Regions from separate parts of the Mus musculus genome. Here region 1 is linked to region 2. A link is a contact called in public HiChIP or PLAC-seq data. All regions are on one chromosome and are shown on one strand. Each heading gives the region's core, a stretch centred on a gene start, on an enhancer-like site or on the middle of the called end of the contact. The rest is flanking DNA. Distances are from core to core; before and after follow the strand shown. Region 1 holds the start of Rap1gap2 (RAP1 GTPase activating protein 2). Region 2 holds the start of 4933427D14Rik (RIKEN cDNA 4933427D14 gene).

Region 1 (5,089 bases), core at 1,036-3,535, 2.4 Mb before region 2:
CTCATGGCTGCTGTCCAGCATCTCTGGAGAGTTTCTATGGCAGACCTCCAGCCTGGAGAAAGACCAAAAGTCTTCTTCCTTTCACACAATCCCAAAGTCAACAACTTGTAATTAAAGCCATTTTAAGTCTGGGAGGTCTGTTATTATTAGCATTTATTTATTTGTATTTTATGTGTATGAGTATACCTCATATGCATGCACCATGTGTTTGTTTGATTGGTGCTGGTGGAGGCTAGAAGAGGGGGTCAGGTCCCTTGGAACTGGAGTTACATGGATCCCACATGGGTGCTGGGAACCAAACCGAGGTTCTCTGCAAAAGCAGCCAGTGCTCTAAGCTATTAAGTCACCCCCACCCCCCCCCCCACCAAGGTCTCATTAGGTACTCCTGCTGACCTGGAATTCACTATGTAGACCAAGCTGGCCTTGAACTTGAGATTTGTGTTCTCCTGAGTGCTGGGATTAAAGGCCTCTAAGACATCTTCATAGGAAAACACAGAAAACACAGTACATTTAGAGTTTGGTACTGAACTTGGTTTCAGGAGTCACTGGGACTGAGGGCTTGTAATATTTCTGGAGGATAGAGGGATGACTGTGGATAGTATGACAGGGGTAAGGTAAAATCAAAGCTGGCCTCTAATCCTGTCTGCACCCAGGCACCTGAGCAAGGCAAATGGCTTCCTGAAGGGTTCTGACTCGGTGGCTTGTTTCAGACACTGACCAAAGTAAGCACTCATCTTTTTCTTTTTCTTTCTTTCTTTTTTGTTGTAGTTTTTTATTTTCAATTTTATTATTCTTTAAGACATACATTTATGGTGTGTGTGTCTGTGTGTGTAATGGTATGCATGTGCGTCATGGCACGCCTGAGTAGTTCTGAGGACAACATTCAGGACTCAATTCTCTCCTTGCACCACGTGTGTCCTGAGCATCAAACTCAGGTGGTTAGGGTTAGCTTGGACTTCCTGAACTGTCTCTGCTGACCAGCCCTGGAATCTTGGGGTTCAAGTGCTCAGGATAGGATCCAAAGGGAAGGAGATGTTCTCTCTATTGTAAAGCTGTCTGTCTGTTGGTTCCGTGGGCACTTGACAGCTCCTTTCCCCTACTGGATCCCAAGCCAGAACCTCCAATGCCCGGTACTTAGCATTTCAGGATCCAGACTGTGGTCTGTCCACCGTCCCTGCCTTCCTTACTTCCTTCTAACACTGAGCATTGTGACTGTGCTCTGGGCCAGGTTCTGGGGTTAGAGTGGTCCAGGCAAGGGTTCTGCCTGACATAGGACACACACTGGAGTGTGAAAGGCCAACCATCAGTATGCAAACATGGAGATAGTTTGTCAAGCCGATAAGATTGCTCAGAAGTCTAAAATAGGGCACGCAGATAAGTGACTTGCATGGAAAGAGGTCTTGGACCACACAAAGGGGCAGCCATACAGAGACCGTGGTGATGAGAGCGTTAGCTAGGGGAGGGGAGCGCAGGACACCGATGTAAGACTATATCTCTGCAAAGAAAACAGTAAGTGTGAGGTATGTTCTAGACGCAGAACATCGTGGCCAGAACAGAATGAGCTATGTCCAACGGTTAGGACTGAGGAAGATTTCCGTGCAAATAAAAGATGTTTTCGGGCTTAAGCTGCCGGAGTGCTGCCTCCAGGGAATGAGCTTCCCATTAATGGAGGCGCATCAGAGGCTGCCTGCTGTGGGGGTTACGGAGAATGTCTGGAACATCGGTCCCTCAACATCTTCAAGTTCAGGAGCATCTTTGGTTTGGTGGAAGATGGGATGGAGTCTTCGGAGGGAATGAATCAAAGCTGTAGGTTGTCGCGTCCCAGTCAGGGGTCAGCGTCAGGGTTTTCGGCAGTCCCTGATCTCCTACTTCCAAGTTCCAATAGCACACTTTCAGGAGAGTCCCACCAGGAATCCAGGAATCTTTCAGCTTCTCAGTCCCCCAGTGTCGTGCGCCCTATGATTCAGGAACCTTTGCGGGCAGGTGGGCTTCTCCCTTCATTCTCTGGGATCCCCAGGACCTGCCCCACCCTGCGCCTTTGTTCAGGAGGAGCCGCCCCGGGGCAATACCCTGACAGCGCGGACACGAGCATCCCTCAGGGCGTTCGACGATTAGTACCGCCGTATCCCAAACCCAGCCCGGTCTCCCGCTGCTGCGCGGTGGGCGCCGCTGGGACCCAGCTCCGAAAAGCCCCGAGGGACGGGAGTGCGGGATCTAGCGGACTAGGGCAGAGACTGCGTGTGCGCGCTCCGTAGGCCGGGGGCGCGCCCGCCAGGTGTGCGAGCGGCCGCCGGCGGGTGGCAGGGCGCAGCTTTGTGCCGGCCGGTGTGCGCGTGTGCGCGCCGCGGTGACGGTGCACGCGGCTGGGCGGGCTGCGAGGGAACCCCGCGTTGAGGAGGAGGGGGCTCGGTCCTGATGGAGAGCTGTGGGCGCCGCGCCGACCAGCGCGCGCGTTGGGTGAGCCGGCAGGACTGACTATTGACATTCTGTCCACGTCGGGAGTGTGGGAAGGTCAGTGGCTCTGGGCTAGGTTGTAATTTCACAGCCGGCGTGCATCTGGACGCGAGTCCTGGGTGTGACTGAGCGTGGAATTGGAGAGGATGCTGTGAGAGTGGATGTGTGTGTTGGCAAAGCACTGATGGCCCCGGTGAGCTCCGCGCGCCCATCGCACCAAGCAGTTGGGCTCACTGGGAGGTAGGGTGACAGTCCACAGAAATCCCTGCCGGGTGCGCGGATGCGACACAGCATACACACCATGAAGAGGGGCGTGTGTGTGTGTGTGTGTGTGTGTGTGTGTGTGTGTGTGCGCGGGCTCGCGCGCGCGTGTGTGTGCATGTGATGTTGGTCAGCTCCCTGTTGGAGTCTGGTGAAAGACGCTGACCGAGATGGAGGTCAGACGTGGGTGTTTACAGGTGGCAGTAAAGGAAAGAAGCCAGGAACCCCAAGAGGATGCTGAAGCTAGGCTGCTAGGTTGGGGAGGGAGGACTTGTTTTTATTGGCAAGATCAGAAGCCCCAGCCTGTCTGTCCCCAAGCCAGCTTGTGCCTGTTCCAGGGAGAGGCAGTAGAATTGGAGTAATCGGTCCAGAGACTTTCATGGACCTGCGGGGCAAGGCCAGCTTTGCAGCCTGATGCTCATTTCTAGAGGCCTTGGGTGGGTGTGGCAGTGACAGTCAAGGGTGGGGGTCCTGTTTACAGGACAGAGGGACTCTATAGATTGCACTTTGGTTTTGCCTATACTTGTTATGTCTGACTTGGGAGCTGGTAAGGGGCACACTGCTTTCCGCTGTAGCTTTCTTTCACCCTTACTGAATCTGAAGGGCATTTACATGTTACCAGGGTTTGTGCTCGAAATTCATGGATCAGCCTCTGAATGGCTCCCATCAGGGTCGCCTCTAAAGGTATTACTAGAATTGTCCTGGACCTGTATCAGGGCATGCTATCCTTTGAGCCTCATAGGTCTCAGTTTCCCTTGGTGAAGAAAGCTCTCATCCCCTCTGCTCCTCCTGCTGTGGGCGAAGAATAAACAGAAAAGCTTGCACAGCTACCTGGAGGCTGGGAGTGACTCAGGGCCTGTGAGGTCTTGGGCAGTGATTTCCCTCAGGACTTGGGAGAGGTTGTGCATCACCTACCTCTAAGCAAGGGTTCTGGGCTGCCCAGCACTAAGGGTGGGTAACTGCTGGATGTGTCTGCTCAGGTGTCTGGAAGCTGACTCAGGCCCCTCCTCCCTCACTAGATGCTAAGGAGCAGGGGAAGGTTGGGGCCTGGGATGGGATGGCATGTTGAAGCCAAGACCCTTTGTGGTCGCTGTTTTGGGGCAGGGGCAGATGTTCACCTTGGCAAGGGTCAGGGCATCCTAGCTCAACAGGAAGTGGTCCCTGTTCCAGAAGGTCCTCTTGTGAGTGACACCTCCATAGCTTTTCACTCTCTCTTTCCTAAGACCCCCTTTGAGGTATGGTGGCTTATACCTGTAATCCCAGTACTTGAAAGGCTGAGACAGGAGGATTGCCACAAGTTCAAGGCAACCCTGGGCTGCAAAGTTAGACCCCGTCTCAGAAGCCACAAACACAAACTCAAACTCAAACTAGAGATTTCCAAAGCAACAAACAAGCAAGCAAGCAAGCAAGGAAGCAAGCAAATCTGATCAAGTGTGACAGAGTCACAGGGGGTCAGAATGATTTGAACTTTAAAGGAAAAGGGCTCTGGTATGGATGGCGGTGACAGAGTGGCACATTGGCTGAGCATGAAGGCTTAACTACTATCTTTGGTGACATTGTTGGTGATAAGTGGTTGGCACTGAGACCTGGATGTGAAGTGCTGCTCCATCCCCAGCTCTCTGTGTGCTCACCCTCACTCCCTACTCTAGGCATGCCTGGGCGAAGGGCTGGCCCCCAGCCTTACTTGGGAAGTGGATAGAGGGCAGTGGGGCAGAGGGTACACGGATGAGAAAGGCAGGCAGTGCCCAGAGGCTTCCCTTACCATCTGCTGCTCCTCTCCTGAGGATCTCCCGAGGAGCCTAAGGGCTACATTTCAGAACTGCTCTGTTGGGGAAAGAAACCATTAGCAGTTCCCCTTCCCCCAAGGGTCCCTCCATGGTCATTAACTCCCTTCTGCTTTTAGATGATGCACAAGTGAAGTTCAAATGGTTTTCTATGGGGACCCACACCACTTCTGCAGAGAGGGCCTGGTGTGACCTCATTCAGTTCTGATGCGTGGCACGTAGAATGTGCTACTTCCAATCTAGGGTGAAGGGCAGTGACTGGTCATTATGGAGGTGGCTGGAGTAGGAGGCAGGGTAAGAGGTTTGGCAGTGACACTCTGAGGCATCCCACACACTGACCTGGGGCAAGTTTGAGCTTTTTGAGCTTCGGTTTTCTTATCTGGATATTTCAAATTATCTATCTATCTATCTATCTATCTATCTATCTATCTATCTATCTATTTATTTTTGAGATTTTTGAGATAAGAGTTTCTCTGTAGGTGGGCAGTGGTGGCACACGCCTTTAATCCCAGCACTTGGGAGGCAGAGGCAGGTGGATTTCTGAGTTCGAGGCCAGCCTGGTCTACAGAGTGAGTTCCAGGACAGCCAGG
Region 2 (4,918 bases), core at 1,678-4,177:
TCCCATTCCCTGGAACTGTAGTTATGGACATCTCATGAGCTGCCATGTGGGTGCTGGGAACTGAAACCATGTCCTCTGGAAGAACAGCCAGTGCTCTTAGGCACTGAACCACCTCTTCAGCCCACATTCTTGCTTTACTTGCAGAATAATAGTTGGGCTTTAAATTTGTGACAAGGTCTGGTTCTGTAGTCTACCCTTGCCTTAAATTTGTTATCCTCTAGCCTTAGCATCTAAAATAATATTACAGGTGTGTGTCACTATGCCTGACACAATTGTTACTTGAAGAAATGAAGATTTAGATAGTACTTGGCCTGTGGCTAGGAGAACCAGCCTGTTTCACAACAAAAGAATCACATTTTAGACATTTGTGAAAGAAAACTGCCTGAGTTAAGCATATGAATCCCATGTCTTTCCTAAATGGTTTAATGAAGTTCTCCATTTCAAAGGCAGAAAGGGTTTTGCAAATACACAGAACTTAAGGTAATAGATACTAATTGCTGCAGATTTGGAAGTTAGTAAGTTACTTTCTATCTTCAATATTTCCTTTGAGCTACTACCACCATACTGAAGACTCATTTTACTCAAATCTTTTAGATAGCCACGTGTTAAAAAACTTAATGGTTTGTATTTCAATTCTTTATTGTTTAGATATACACTGATTTAATAACATCATTTACTCATCAATTCAAAGCAATAATGTGGCTGCTTTTAAACAAACCAGGCAATCAATACAAAATTGCAATCATCAGGCTTTTTTGGGTTGGTTTGGTTTTTCCAGACAGGGTTTTACTCTGTAGCTCTGGCTGTCCTTGAACTCAACTTGTAGACCAGGTAGCCTCAAACTCAAAGAGATCCAGCTGCCTCTGTCTCCCGAGTGCTGGGACTAAAGGCATGTGCCACCACAGTCCGGCAAGGTCATCAAATCTTAATCTTCAGAGAAGATCATCTCCACAAGGCTGGATTGACAGCACTCAGACTCCACAAGTTTTTGAGGCTGTAAAAAGAATGGTTAAGTTTTCACTGTTGCTATGAATATTACTAGGGGTGGAGTGAATTCTACTTTGAATGACAAGTTTTTGAACACAAATTATGCCATCAGCTAGTTATAACAAGCTTTATTAAATAGTTAGGATGCTTGTGTCAAGATGAATCATTAAAACACTTGGCCTGAGAGGCCTTGTATTTCCACACTAGGAAGCCCCATAGGCTGAAAACAAGAGACAGCATGCCTGGTGCCATCTCTTTCCCTCAACTCTTTAATTTAGGATTCTAGGGGCAGGGCTGAAATAGAGGGAGAGCCCTTTTAAGCCTGAAAAGTGGGTTTAGAAAACATTGACAAAGGTGCTTTCAGAAATGAGTCAACTTTCTTCTGAAGACAGAATCTTAAAAGTGGCTTAAAAATACACCCCAGACACTAATATCTGCATTATTAATAGTTTGTCAGGATTGGCAGAGGAATGGACACCAACTTGTGTGTTTCTGATGCACTCTGAACAACAATGTGATGTTGGAAATCAAAGGTCAAGATCTTTTCAAACTTGACTCAAAAAACAACTTGAGTTTTAACTACATTATAGCTACAAACATAAAGGTAGACACTTACTGTTCCATATTTAAGTAGTGTAGGCACTGCGGTTATTTTCAGTTTTTGTCTGAAGTCATTATTTGGGTCTTTCCAGCTGTTCCAAAATGAAACAGATAATGAAAAATACTACTTGGTTCATTACAGTTTACTCAACAGTTGACTTATATATAATATACTTGTAACCACTGCTTTTGTTAACCTTTAAACATTTTGAGAACTGTAACTTATGTGTCACTTTCTGCAAAGTTTAAAGTGTGGCTAAGATAAAACAAATGTAAAGTCAATAGAGTTCTGAACTTATTCCAGACCCAATTCATTAATGATGATATGTGGTTGAACATAAACTGTAAATATGAATTCAGTAATTCTAATTGTTTAGCTTATCAGACAATACCTAAAACACAGAGCCTGACCAATTATCTGAGGTCCTTTTTACCCAGCTTTTTAATAATATAGTCCATGTCTGGAGATACGGTATACATGACTTACTAAGGTTTGTCTCCTACTTGGCAGTAGATGAACACACAGTCTTCGGTAACATGCTTCAGCCCCTCTCGAATGACTGGCTCAGCTTTTTAAAAGAGTTAAAAAGTAATTACACATCAACTGCGATAGCCCACGCCCTCCCGTCCCCAGTCTTAGACTTTAACCGGTTGTAAGATAGGATGTTAAAGTCGCGTGTCCTCTGGACTCGTGAATCACTTAAGTCCTAGTCCTGATTGTCTTTAAGACACAATCAGAAAACTCAGCATACATATATGATGACGGAAAGATCAACTCCTGAGTCTGGTCTTTTTTTTTTTTATGAGACACTAATCGTTTGGGGAACTGAGAATTTTAAAGAACCTGGTTCCAAGATCCGAATCCATGATAAAAATGAGGGTCATCCTTGGGTGGGGCAGTAAGGGCCTAACGAGAGACGGGGTACAGCTCAGGCGCTTCTGCGGGTCTGCAGGACCAAGATCCTCATCTCATCCCACTTTCTGACTTCAGCAGGGGCCTTCTTCCTAGCACTGCTGTGGCGCAGCAACCCCCAGTCCTGGTCCCAGCCTCACCTTCCACGCAGTCCGGACACCAGCTCTTCCCTTCGGTATCCTTAGAACCGCTGAAGTAGGCGAAAATGGTCTTGCCCTCATGCTCCTTCACTGCCTTGTCGAACTCCTCGAAGCCCAGCACGCTCACCTCCTCGAAGGTGGCCATGGGTACAACAGTGCGGAGAGGAGCACGGGAGGAGCCCTAGGGTCCTGCGCCCCCAAGGCGGGGCCCAAGTAAGGCGTGGACAAGGTTCCGGGTGGGCGGGGCCGCCGCAGCAGAGTGGTGCTACGGGAGCCTTGAATAGCCATAACTCCTTAGGGCCGTCCTTTTGGTCTGCTGGAGTTTCTTTTTGGCGCCAGTTTCCCTCAGACAACTAGACGCCTGACCTGGTCTGGTCCCCACCCTGGCTTCATGGACAGTGACGGCAAAGCCCGTCGCGGTACAACACCTTGATCCTCAAATGGCTCAGGAAGATCAACGGCTCCCAAACAGCCGCGCGCCTGTTGCCATGACGACTGGGCGAGAGGCCGGAAGCGAGGCCTAGCGTGGGGTCGCCTTACGATCTCTTGGTGGCCGCGCCGCGCCCAAACCAGGTGGGCTTGGGCCGGAGCTGGGGGAATTCTGGGAAACTGCATTAGACAGAGAGACAGTGAGAGACCTCGCCCCAGGCTTGCCTTGCAGCTCCGCCCCTCCTATTACCTTTCTATTTGTCAGACTTTAGGGGGGCCGGGGCCGGGGGCGGCGTCCGGGATCGGGCGGGGGTTTGGAGAGAGCTGGGAGGCAGAAAGGCAGCGAGGACTGGATCCGAGTGTTGTGAGTGCGTGTGCGGGGGAACAGATGCAAAGAGAGCGTGTCTGAGGTTGCATTGGGGAAAGGAATTGTCCAGGAGCTGCGACGCCGGCACGGGGGCCCTTGCCCGGGCTACGCAGGTGTACACTGGCAGCGAAGATGCCGGCTCATTGCATGAGGGCCCGCAGGTTGCGTCGGGGTGTTCGGCCTCTGTGGGCGAGGAGGTGGGGTGCAGGGTTATCCCGAGGCTATGGAGTAAGGCGCCGGGTGAGATCTTCAGTGCGGCGGATGCTCTGTGCAAACATAGGGTGGCTACAGAATGGTCAGCAGCCTTTAGAGAAGAGGACTGCGGAGCCCGCAGTCCCCGCTAGGGTGAACAGGGCCTTTGGGATACCTGGGACTGCAGGCTCGGTTGAGGCAGCAATGGACCCCAGGACAGTGTGGGTGAACGGGACTGTGGGCGAGCCCGAGGTGGTTGGGCCTGCTGGGTCTGTGTGGGTGACTGTATCTGGGGAGGAGGAGCTAGACAATAGGAGCTCTCCAAGCTGTGAGAGAAAAGGTCGTCCAGGAACACTTGGCCATGAGAGCATCCTGGAACTGTGGTTGAAGGTGCAGGCTATGAGGGTAGCGTCGGGATGCTGGGAAGGAAGCAGAGTGGAGCTCCATCCCGTTCCCGTGGGAGAGGGGCCGATCGAGAAGGGTATTCCTGGGCGAGCTTCCTGGGTAGAGACCAGCCGAGGTGGTGTCACCGGACCCTGGGTGAGAGGCAATACTAGGACATTCCCCCAGGCCTCAGGACTGCCCACAGCTAGGGGAATAGGGGCCGGTTGTGAGAGAGTCTCTATCCTTTGTAGGCAGGGACAAGCTGGGAAGACACCACCTCCTGTGGGTGGACCTGAGGTAGTAGAGAAGATAGACTGTGTTTCCTCTGGACCTTGGGAAAAAAGACAAACTGTGGTGGTGCCTGAGGCCATAGGATGGTCTCAGGTCTTGAAAAGGCCCAGAGCTGGAGAAGTGAGGGAATGTGAGGGTACCTCATGTCTCTGTGGGGGAGGGCAGTCAGGGCAGTTTTCTGGGGCTCTGGCAGAAGGAGCTGAATATGGGCATATGTTATGGGAAAGGGGGCTGATGGAAGGGGGCCCTGATGCCCTGCTGGTACTACCCAGGGCCATGGAAGATGGAACTACCTCCCACGGGGGCCCAGGGTTGTGGCAAAGGAGACAAGAGATGGAAGATATAGGTTCTAGGGGTATTCCTGGTCTAAGGACCATGGGACAGCTTGTAGGAGTGCCTTGTGCTAGAGAAGAGGAAGCTAGATGTGGAGGTGACCCGGGGTCATGGGGTGCAGCACAGGCTGTAGAATTGTGTGCTTCTGAGGAGCATGAGATAGGTTCTCGAGGTGCCCAGGGCCTGTGGGGTATAGAACAGGCAATGGGAGCACCCAGGGCTTTGGGGAAGGAGGCAGATGATGCAAGTATTCCAGGACTGTGGGGAAAAGGACAGTTGCCA

The links. HiChIP or PLAC-seq counts read pairs in DNA pulled down with a chosen protein or histone mark.
Region 1: an H3K4me3 HiChIP or PLAC-seq map of stem cell-derived neural progenitor cells shows a contact between it and region 2, with 7 times the contacts expected there. The contact joins the promoter of Rap1gap2 here to the promoter of 4933427D14Rik in region 2.

The regions. Positions count from the first base shown.
Region 1 is chr11:74,587,382-74,592,470 of GRCm38.p6, reverse strand. Rap1gap2 (RAP1 GTPase activating protein 2) reads left to right here and starts at 2,285. Exons shown (of 25, transcript NM_001015046.3): 1 at 2,285-2,511.
Region 2 is chr11:72,205,491-72,210,408 of GRCm38.p6, reverse strand. 4933427D14Rik (RIKEN cDNA 4933427D14 gene) reads left to right here and starts at 2,927. Exons shown (of 19, transcript NM_001361564.1): 1 at 2,927-3,213. It overlaps Txndc17 (thioredoxin domain containing 17), which reads right to left and starts at 2,855. Exons shown (of 4, transcript NM_026559.3): 1 at 2,641-2,855; 2 at 2,075-2,156; 3 at 1,604-1,679; 4 at 1-994. The coding sequence starts at 2,785. The coding sequence ends at 926.